2 separate regions of the Mus musculus genome follow, and region 1 is linked to region 2. The links are chromatin contacts, called in public Hi-C maps. All regions are on one chromosome and are shown on one strand. Each heading gives the region's core, a stretch centred on a gene start, on an enhancer-like site or on the middle of the called end of the contact. The rest is flanking DNA. Distances are from core to core; before and after follow the strand shown.

Region 1 (5,655 bases), core at 1,880-4,379, 120 kb after region 2:
TTGACTTTTTTTTTTTAAATCGATTTTGTAAAATTTTTAAAAATCATGTTATTTTAAATAATAAATGCATAGAACTAGCTTACTATTCCTAAAGATGATTTCTACACACACACACACACACACACACACACACACACACACACACGCACATATAGTGGTATGTAAAATAAAAGATAACAGCACTGGTGATCTCTGAGCGGCTGTACTTGTTCATAGTTTTTTTGGCTGGTAATGTAGTGCAGTTGGTAGAACGTTTATCTAGCTTGGGTTGGATCTCCAGTGTTGCAGAAAATGGGGTGTGGTGGTACAAGACTATAACTCCAGCACTCTGGAGCAAGTAGGAGGAAGAAATTTAAAGGTATTCCTTGGCTATGTAGTAAGCTGGAGACCAGCCTGGGATACATGAGACCCTTCCTCAAAGGAAAGAAAAATGTTTTTGTGTTTAAATATTTTTTACTATAAAGTTTGCATTATTTTTTACATAAGGAAAATGTTTTTTTGTTTTTAGGGGAAACTCCATATTTGATGCTTAAAAACATAAATCATAGGTCTGGTAAAAGGGCAAGGGCGCGGCCAACAAAGGTGCCTGACACCAAGTCTGAAGACCTGAGTTAGGACCAGGGAGCCAGCCGCATGGTGGGAGGAGAGATCTGACTCTCTACAGCTGCCTTCTGATTCACACCACGCATGACCTGACATGTTCATGTCTACACGTAAAATAGATAAGTGTGTTCAACAGTTTAAATTGCTCATACCTGGCCCAATCTTCCTGTTCTTTTCCTATAAACTATGAAATAATCTATGTTGCAAATCAGCTGTAGACACCAGCCCTGTTCTGTCTAGTATGAGTTGGTGCTGGGAATGAAGTGGCTGGTTTCTCTTTCACAAAATGGTGGTGGATCCCACTCAGCCAGGGACAGATTGGCTGATTCTACCTGAACATTTGGTAAAAATGTACTTTTAACCTAAGTCTTGGAAAGCATTTCCTAGCCCTCAACTCACTGAAGGCCTCATTAAGATATTTCGTTTGTTTTAAAGACCTTTCAAGTCCTCTGAAGGTTCGCTAGATGCCCCAGTGTAGGGGAACCGAGGGCAGGAAGGTGGGTGTGGGTGGGTGGGTAGAGGAACACCCTCATAGAAGCAGGGAGAGGGAGGATATGATGGGTGTTTCTGGGAGGGAGGGAAACCAGGAAAGGGGATAACATTTGAAATGTAAATAAAGAAAATATCCAATATAAACAAACAAACAAACAAACAAACAAACAAACGACTTTTCATAGGTCTACAAACAAAACCCAATGATCAATTGCACCTAGGGGATTATGGGACACTTTCTGGAAATAAACAATATGCAAGGCAGACCACAGTATCACACATGGGGTAAGGTCCCTGGAGCATTGTGGGCAGACGCTAAGGGAAGGTACTATGATCCTAAATCAAAGATGCCTCCAGGGCTTGGGTGTAACACGAAACTCAGCCAACCAGGGAAGCAAAGAAGAACCTGCTGCTAGTTAGACGGTCACCTCAGCTCCAAGTGTGAACTACTGGGAACGACTGTCTTTTGGCATTGTTCTCTCTACTTGATTATAGTTCAAATCAACTGGACCCATCAGCTTTCTTACTGACTTATTTATTCTTATTTTATGTGCTTGGTGTTTCACCTACATATATGTCTGTGTGAGAGTGTCAGATCCTCTGGAACTGGAGTTACTGAGAGTTTCGAGTTATATGGGTGCTGGGAGTTGAACCTGGGTACTCTGAAAGAGCAGCCAGTGCTCTTGACTGCTGAGCCGTCTTTCCAGCCTCAAAGGCCTTTTAATTTCAACACTAATATTGCTTTAATCACTGCTACAGAAAGCTAGTGCTTGAAACCTTGAGAAAGGATCCAATGAGCACTTACTACAAATTTTTATACATCTTAAAGATTTTCCTGGAAACAAGACTGATTGGAATGGGAGGAATATAGTAACAGAAAATAGAGCTTATGCCGAGACAGTGAAACTGAGTGGGAAAAGTCTGTCCTGATTAAGGGGTTCTCTTGCTCCAAACTCTCCAAGTCTGAAAGACCATCTACCCGTGGCTCTTCTCTTCTCTTCTCTTCATGCCAGAATTCAGCCCACCAGCAACTCTTCACATTGTCTTTCCAAAGCATCTGTCATTCCTTGACTTCCTACCTTTCCTCCACATCAGACCCTCCATCTCAGGGTCTCAGAGTCTCAGGGTCTCAGCCGCAATATCTCTTATATAAGCAGCACAATGGCTTTCGATGCATCTCTCCCTCTGACCCTCACTCCCACCCATTTTCACCATGGCAGCCAGATGCAAAGCGTCCATCAGACCATGCACACTCTATCCCGGCTAAAAAGGCATCCTTTCCGCAGAATGCAGAGCAAATTCCTTTCACCTCCAGTGCCTACCCTGTGTAGACATGGCTGACCTGCCTCTTCTCCCATTTCTTCTCCTGCTCCGTGGATCTCCATGATACTTTTTGCTCTCCAGATGTCCCCTGTGTGTACATAGACCCTGCACAAAGGACTCTCCTTGTTTTGTGTTCTTTTATTCATACATCTACCACCAATTATTTTAATTTCCCACAGCATGCAAGTGTGCTCAAATGCACTATTGCAGGAGGGCTTTCCCCCCCACACACGCGCACACACACACACACACACACACACACACCTTACTGAAAATAGCATCTTGAGCCTCCTCTCCTTCCTTTGCCTTTATGCTCCTTATCATGAGCTGAAATTATAATATACTATTTAATGAGTTTGCCTTTTGTCTCTGTCTCTGGAAGGCAAACTGTGCAAGGAAGACTGTGGTCTTTCTTATTACCCTTTCTCGAAGTAGTTCTTTACTTATATGAACGACTCAACACATATACCTGTGGAATGAATTTATGATTTCATCTTAATCCTTTCTTCTCCTGTGAACAATTTTGGGAATGAAGGCTACTGGGATGCCTGGGGACAGTATGTCAGGAAGCCAGCTGTGCTAAGTGACATGCTGCATGTCTGTCATGAGTCAACGTTTCCGTGGTGCCTGTGGGTATTTAGGCTGTAATCTCTGTGGTGCAGAGCTGAGCACCTAAACAATGCTGTATGAAATGCTGTGAAACAGCCTGCAATCCTCTACGTAAGTGCATGCCGCCCCCTGTAGGTGGTTATCTTGTTGAAGCTGGAGACTCACTCTGTTCTACAAATGATTTGAATGTACATCATCTATAAACTAAGTGCTGAAAGGATTGAGTAAGGTTTGTGATTTCCAATTTAATCCTCGGATCGGGTTCTGCGATTCCAATGCACATGTGTGTGTGCGTTCATTTGAAATATCTAGCAGTTATCAGACTTGAGAAATGTCAGTTCTTTCCAAGTTAGTTTATCGCAACTCCAGTGAAAATATGTAACACTAATTATTATTTTGTTTCTTTTTATTTTGAGGAAGAGTCTCACCATTTAGCCCTGTCTGGTTTGGAATACACAGAGATCCATCTATGTCTGCCACCATGGCTAGATTATTTATTTTTATTTTTAGCTACGTATATGGATGTGTAAGTCTATGCATATGAGTGCAGATTCCTGCCAAGCCCAGAGGCACTGGACTGCCCAGGAGCTGGAGTCATAGGTGACAGTAAATTGTCTGATGTTGGTGCTGGGAACTGATCTTGGGTTTTTTGGAAGAACTCCTGCCTCTCTTTTATTTTTCTTTATTTCTTATAGAACTGAGCACGTTGTTTCTGAGCCTTACATGAAAAAGATAAGAAAGATAGGAAAGAATAGTTAAAGGAGTAATAAAAGCAGGTATCCTGGTAGAGCCTGACCTTGCTAGATGCTAAGATAAGCTGCAAAACTCCTTCCTATATTTAACACAGTCCCTATTCTTGGAAGGGATGATTTGGCATAAATTCCTGTCAGTTGTCCCCAGCTCAACATTTAAATCTCAATTTTAACAAAAAACAAGTTTTCTAATGCTAACTCATGCTAAATATGTATAGGAAAACCAGGGTTTCAAAATCACCCAGGGAACCATTCAGATAGCATGAGTGTTCATTATTACTATACTGGGATTTACTGTGCTATAATAACCATAGTAATGGAACAACAGCAGAGCAAAGACACCCGCAGGGTCCTTCAAACTCTCCCCGCTGGCATGGAACCTGAGTAGTATTCTTTCATTTGGTTGTTCTCAGCAATAGATTGGTTTGGGGCCCAGATTCACCTGGGTAGACTCTCAAATGAAGGATTGTCTAAACTGGTTTTGGCTTGTGGGCATACCTGCAGGAGACTGTTCTAATTAATTTAAGTGATTTGAGAAAACCCAGCCCAGTGTGGGTGGCTCCACTCCCTATTCAGGAGGCCTGAGCTTTGTAAGAGTTGCTCAAGTCCAGTTGAGTGCAGGCAGGCAGATGAGCATTTGTGCAATCACTTCTCTTTGCTCTTGACAATGATGTGATGTTGTGATCTGTTCCAAGTTCCTACTGCCTTGATTTTCCCTACATATTAGACCATGCCTGGAGTTGCAAGCATTAACAACAGCCTTTCTTTCTCTTAAGTCATTGTTTGTTTGTTTTGTTTTGAGACAGACACTCTCTGGATGACCTGCAACTTGCCATGTGAAGGAACCAAGCTAGTCTTGAACTCATGGAGATCTTCCTGCCTCTACCTCTGAGTGCTAGGATTAGAAGCATGTGCCACCATGCCTGGCTTCTAAATTGCTTTTGATCACAGCATAAAACAAGGAGTTTTATCACAGCAGTGGAAATAGATCACACAGCAACAGCCATTCCCCCCACCTATCTGACCTATGTGCAGAATGTCTCAGGCATTGTACTAGTGTCTGCTTGCTCCTGATACACCAATCTTCAGAATTCTTGACGAAGAAATTACAGTTCTGAAGAGATTCCCAAAATCTTCTAAGTTATCCTGTGGTGGGTTTTTGTTGTTGTTGTTGTTTTTGTCAGTTTATTTTGTCTTTTTGTTTTAGTGCCTTCTTTCCATGTTTTGCTGGGTAGTTTTTGTTTAGAGTCATCCAGGAAGATGGAATGCCAGCTGAAGAATTGCCTCTGTCTAAATGCCTGTGAGGCAAGTCTGTGGGCAGTTTTCCTGGTTGATGACTGACATTGAAGGTCCCTGTGAAGCCACCACTGGGCAGGTGGTTCTGGGCTGTTTAAGAAAGAGGGCTGAGTAAGCCAGTAAACCATGTTCCTTCAGGGCCAGCCTCTGCTTCAGTTCCTGCCCCACTTACCTCAGTGATGGACTACAATGTGGCTAAATTAACCCTTCCCTTCCTTAAGCTGGCTTGACCAGAGTATTAGATCATAGACCACAGCAACAGAGAGCAAGCTAACACAAAGACATTTAACTGGCAGTGACTGCCCATTGTGGTAAATACTGAGACCTTTCTACTGTGAAAAAAAACATGTTAAAGTTTCTAATATGTTCTGGAAAACCAGAGCCCAAATAAGCTAAACCAAAAATAAAATGGTGCTGATAAATGCATGGGTTTGGGGTTTATTTATTGTACTGGCATACATAGGTTGGAATGATCTGGCATTCCAATGATGTATGAAAATGATTGTTACCTGGCAAAGACAATGGGTAACAAAGAATGTGAAAACAAGGAAACTTAATGCAAGATAATCGCTGAATTAAA
Region 2 (5,490 bases), core at 749-3,248:
AGGAAGAGACTTTCCAGTTTCTCCTTCCTGGGGTCTTCTTCCTTCCAAGCCCTGTTCATTATTCTTCTCACAGAAGCAATTCTGGCTTCTGTCATCTCTACTATCCCTTCAGCATTATCTGTACAGCTGAAGGTAATTCTGCCTTTATTTAATGTTGCAAACTATGTAAATGTATTTTGCATGAATTCATTTTCCCTCTCCCTTTAAAGGAGACTCTTATGTTCCTCCAGAAGTTTGTCATCTGCTGTCTCCCTGTATCAGGCTCCAGTGTTGAACACCATAATTTACATGAGGTCAGTTATGATAGACATAAAAATTGGAAAATTCAATATATGCAGAAAAGATAAAAGAAGTGAGCCTACTGGGTCTGGAGAAGATGTATGTCCAAAAGATTTAGTGGTAGCCATTAAAATACAGACTTTTAAGAGAGATAACGTCAATCAGCCCTTCTCCCCAAGAGGAAGGAAGTAGTGACATAAAAACACTGATGCCATAAAAACACTGGCCCCTCTAGGGAGAATAAATCTCCCTAGAGGGGCCAGTGGGACCTAGTAAAAGGCATCTCCTTTAGAGATGCTTTTTAATGTAAATGAAAGAGAGGGGGATTTTCCTACAGACATTTAGAGATAGGGCTGTGCTCTTGTGCTCATATGCCTCCTAAGGAGGCATATGGGTTTCCATTGCAAGGCAACAGGGCAGATAAGGCTCCCTGCCCCTTGCTCACCTCTCCATGGAAGCAAACTGAATTAGAAACACATTCTCTAAGCATTTCCTCCAGTCAGACTATACAGAGGAAAGCCAGGGTGAGACACAAACACCAAGATCAGGTTGGCAGCCAAGGCCATTTCCATCCACATGACCCCAAGAGCTGCTCTACTGTGGTTTGGGTCATATAAGCTGCACATCAGATATAGGCCCTTGAGAAAATGGAGTGAACTAGCAGGGATGCCTAGGGTCTTTTCTCCTTCAAATCCAAATAGGACATGGGTTATACAGGACCTAGACAGACAGAGCCTGCTCAATCAGCAGAAAGATGCCCGAGGCAGATCTACCCAGGGGAAGACACCTCAGGGGAGGCAGTCTCTTCCGGGAATATGCTGGTAGAGCTATTTATGTCTGAGAAGCAAAATTTGGTGTCCCCTAAAAATACTTTTGCCAGCATTAATTTTACTTAATACATTCAATACAGCATTGGTAATTATTTGCATTCATTGGTCAGAAAATCCTGATTACCTAATTTACCATGAATTTAACAAATACCCCACAACCTGTCACTATGGTTATGAACCTAAAATCAAAATCCAAAATAAGCACATACTTCATTGACTTAAGCAGATGCTGGGCTCACAGTATGCAGCAGTCAGTGTGCCTGCACTGAAGATTTGGAAAAGCACAGTTTGTAAACATACAGATATACATACAGGGTGAGGGGAGCTGGCAGGTTACCTGGCCAGGAAAGGCCTCCATGAATGGGAAGTGGGGAGTTACTGGGAGGAAGTGGAGGTGGAAGGCTGGATGGTATTCCAGGTGGAAAGAGCAGTAGTAGCAGGCACTCAAAGGTTCGAGCATGCCCAGTACCTAGTAAGCCTCTCCTGGCAAGGGTACACCACGCAATGTGAGCTTAGATTTAGTATGTAAGCTAGTATGTAGCCAGCCAGTACATGTGTGTGTCTTGCCTGTCATGCTGAATCTACTTAAAGAGAAATGGGGTGTCACAGAAGTGCCCTAAGTAATACAAGGCCATGGTGAGAGCTGACGGGGAGAGAAGGGGGTGAAGGCAGGAAGGACTAGGTGAGAAATAAAGAGCTCTAAGAAGATGAAAGCTTACAAAGAGAGGCCTTCCACCAGAAAGACTGTCTGTCACCTCAATCTTCAGGTCATGGCAAGCCACAAAGAAGCCTCCATTTCCCCACTAAGTGGGGAACATAACTGGAAGCTGTGTCTGCTGAAAGGGGAAGGAAGAGGAACCCTCTCACTGGGAGAGTGTCTGGGCTGTGGAAGAAGATGGGAACTGTATGGTATGGCCAGATGGAGTCTCCTGAGTCAGCTCAGGAAATTCCTGTCTCCGGCCTGCGGGTTTCAGGTGGAGCTACGATTATAAGGAAGGCCAGGACAACACACCCGGGAAACAGAAAAGAGCTGGCCCTTGAGAAACAGTGCCAGAAAGGACTTTCCAGGGAGAAGCCTGGGAAGGAACACTTTGACAGCAGAAGAACTGCTTCAGGGAGGCCCAGGGAGGGAGCTTCTCAAGGGGCAAGAACGAATCCACAGCCCAGGAGCTGGGGGGGGGGGCGCATGCAGCCCCCTAGAAACAGGAATTCAGTGCTGACCTCAGATAGTGGTTTGGGCAGGAGGGAGACAGCCAGACTGCAGAGGGTCTGAGGGTGGTACACAACTCTTTTCAGAGCTTAGCTTTAAAAGAAAGGAAAGTGGGCCGCTGCTAAAGAAGGATACAGGACGGGACGGAGAAAAGGTTCCTTTTCTAAAGAATGGGGGAGACTTGAGCACATATATGCTAAAATAAAAAATGCTACTACAGAAGCAGGAACACAAACATAGGGGTAAGTAACAGGGGCTGCCCCAGGAAAGGGAATGAGGATCAACTGGAAACTCTTTCATATTCTCTCTCTCTCTCCCTCTCTCTCTCTCTCTCTTAAAGTGCATTCATTTTTAACTAAAATGTTATATAATAGATATTACTTATTAATTTCTCCTATGTAACTTCCAAATCTCACCACATTAGGAACTCAAAGCTGCACACTAAGTGAGGGATATCTGTCTTAGCAGTCCTTGTGTAAACAGTGTCCTTGCTGTGGAAGATCTCTTTGGTTTTCAGGTGAGGCTGCTATGCTTGGGGCTTCCTATGCATGATAACACTATTAATCACCAGGCCCAGTAGCATTTCTGTAGCAGGCCAACCACACGCACGGCCCTGCTCATGGCAATGCAAACTCAATCTAACTGGGCCTGACACTCAGTCAAAGGACAAAAGCGATAAGAGTCAGCTCTACACTTGTCTCATCCATCAAAGGAAACCACAGCACAGACTGGTTCTCTGGTACCAGAGAATACTGAAGAAGCCTGCTACAAGTCCACAGCCATCAACTAACACACCTAGATCTACTAACAATGCTTCCATTTATCATCTTTGGAACTTGGAAAGTAACTTAAGAGAAAAGATGAAAATGGAAAAGGAAAAAGGTCAAATATGATTCAGAGCCCTTATATTAGCTGACACTTGGGGTTAAACATTCAGAGATAATTTTCAATGAAATCAAGGACAGTAGAGACTTAACATACAAACAAAGCAAAGCACCAAGGGGAAACTCATTTCATTTTGTTCTATGCCGTTACGTCAAACAAATCAAAACCCATTTAACCTGACTAATTTCTGAGGACTTCAACTCCCACCAAACCCTGGTACTCTTGACAGTAAGGGACTGAGTTGGGCTCTGGGAAAAGTAGTCTCTTCACAAGATTTTGATAGAATTGTTAATATATATATATATATATATATATATATATATATATATATCTCATTTCCAGGAAACTGAGTTCTCAGAAATACACAATTTGGATTTAAAAACCCAAAGACACACCTATGGTCACTTGATCTTTGACACGGGAGCTAAAACCATCCAGTGGAAAAAAGACAGCATTTTCAATAAATGGTGCTGGCACAACTGGAGGTTAGCATGTAGAAGAATGCGAATTGATCCATTCCTATCTCCTTGTACTAAGGTCAAATATAAGTGGATTAAGGAACTCCACATAAAACCAGACATACTGAAACTTATAGAGGAGAAAGTAGGGAAAAGCCTCGAAGATATGGGCACAGGGGAAAAATTCCTGAATAGAACAGCAATGGCTTGTGCTATAAGATCGAGAATCGACAAATGGGACATCATAAAATTGCAAAGCTTCTGCAAGGCAAAAGACACCGTCAATAAGACAAAAAGGCCAACAACAGATTGGGAAAGGATCTTTACCAATCCTAAATCAGATAGGGGACTAATATCCAATATATATAGAAAGAACTCAAGAAGATGGACTCCAGAAAATCAAATAACCCCATTAAAAAATGGGGCTCAGAGCTAAACAAAGAATTCTTACCTGAGGAATACCGAATGGCTGAGAAGCACCTGGAAAAAATGTTCAGCATCCTTAATCATCAGGGAAATGCAAATCAAAACAACCCTGAGATTCCACCTAACACCAGTCAGAATGGCTAAGATCAAAAATTCAGGTGACAGCAGATGCTGGTGAGGATGTGGAGAAAGAGGAACACTCCTCCATTGTTGGTGGGATTGCAAGCTTGTACAACCACTCTGGAAATCAGTCTGGCGGTTCCTCAGAAAATTGGACATAGTACTACCGGAGGATCCCGCAATATCTTTCCTGGGCATATATCCAGAAGATGTTCCAATCGGTAAGAAGGACACATGCTCCACTATGTTCATAGCAGCCTTATTTATAATAGCCAGAAGCTGGAAAGAACCCAGATGCCCCTCAACAGAGGAATGGATACAGAAAATGTGGTACATTTACACTATGGAGTGCTACTCAGCTATTAAAAAGAATTGAGTTTATGAAATTCCTAGGCAAATGGATGGACCTGGAGGGCATCATCCTGAGTGAGGTAACCCAATCACAACAGAGCTCATACAATATGTACTCACTGATAAGTGGATATTAGCCCAGAAACTCAGAATGCCCAAGATATAAGATACAATTTGCTAAACAAATGAAACTCAAGAAGAATGAAGACCAAAGTGTGGACACTTTGTCCCTTCTTAGAATTGGGAACAAAGCACCCATGGAAGGAATTACAGAGACAAAGTTTGGAGCTGAGACGAAAGGATGGACCATCTAGAGACTGCCATACCCGGGGATCCATCCCATAATCAGCCTCCAAACGTTGACACCATTGCATACACTAGCAAGACTTTGCTGGAAGGACCCAAATATAGCTCTCTCTTGTGAGGCTATGGTGGGGCCTAGCAAACACAGAAGTAGATGCTCACAGTCAGCTATTGGATGGATCACAGGGCCCCCAATGGAGGAGCTAGAGAAAGTAACCAAGGAGCTAAAGGGATCTGCAACCCTGTCGGTGGAACAACAATATGAACTACCCAGTACCCCCCAGAGCTCGTGTCTCTAGCTGCATATGTATCAGAAGATGGCCTAGTTGGCCATCAGTGGAAAGAGAGGCCCCTTGGTTGTGCAAACTTTATATGCCTCAGTACAGGGGAATGCCAGGGCCAAGAAGTGGGAGTGGGTGGGTGGGGGAGCGTGTGGGGGACTTTTGGGATAGCATTGGAAATGTAAATGAAATAAATACCTAATAAAAAAATAGCAAAAAAAAACCCAAACAAACAAACAAACAAACAAACAAACAAAAAACCCCGAAGGCTGGGGCTGGTGAGAGGGCTTAGTTTGTAAGGTTCTTGCTGCATAAGCATGAGGACTTGAGTTCAATCCCCACAACAT

What was found. Hi-C and Micro-C count contacts between places; a contact is called where the count stands out from the background.
Region 1: a Hi-C map of bone marrow-derived macrophages shows a contact between it and region 2, with 3 times the contacts expected there. The contact joins two enhancer-like sites. A contact is called at or near these places in 7 of 484 Hi-C or Micro-C datasets (B cells, the HL-1 cell line, bone marrow-derived macrophages and 3 more) and 2 of 115 datasets of contacts at active chromatin or transcription factors (embryonic stem cells and large pre-B cells).

What each region holds. Positions count from the first base shown.
Region 1 is chr1:64,983,217-64,988,871 of GRCm38.p6, forward strand. No RefSeq gene overlaps it. Among named protein-coding and RNA genes, the nearest start is that of Gm24788, 15 kb to the right of the region's middle. Within about 2 kb of position 3,130, at least 12 of the 459 cell types and tissues checked have an H3K27ac peak or open chromatin away from gene starts, as enhancers often do. A contact at or near this core is called in bone marrow-derived macrophages, where this site is marked.
Region 2 is chr1:64,865,918-64,871,407 of GRCm38.p6, forward strand. All of the region lies in intron 5 of Plekhm3 (pleckstrin homology domain containing, family M, member 3), which reads right to left. Among named protein-coding and RNA genes, the nearest start is that of Gm51628, 18 kb to the right of the region's middle. Within about 2 kb of position 1,999, at least 25 of the 459 cell types and tissues checked have an H3K27ac peak or open chromatin away from gene starts, as enhancers often do. A contact at or near this core is called in bone marrow-derived macrophages, where this site is marked.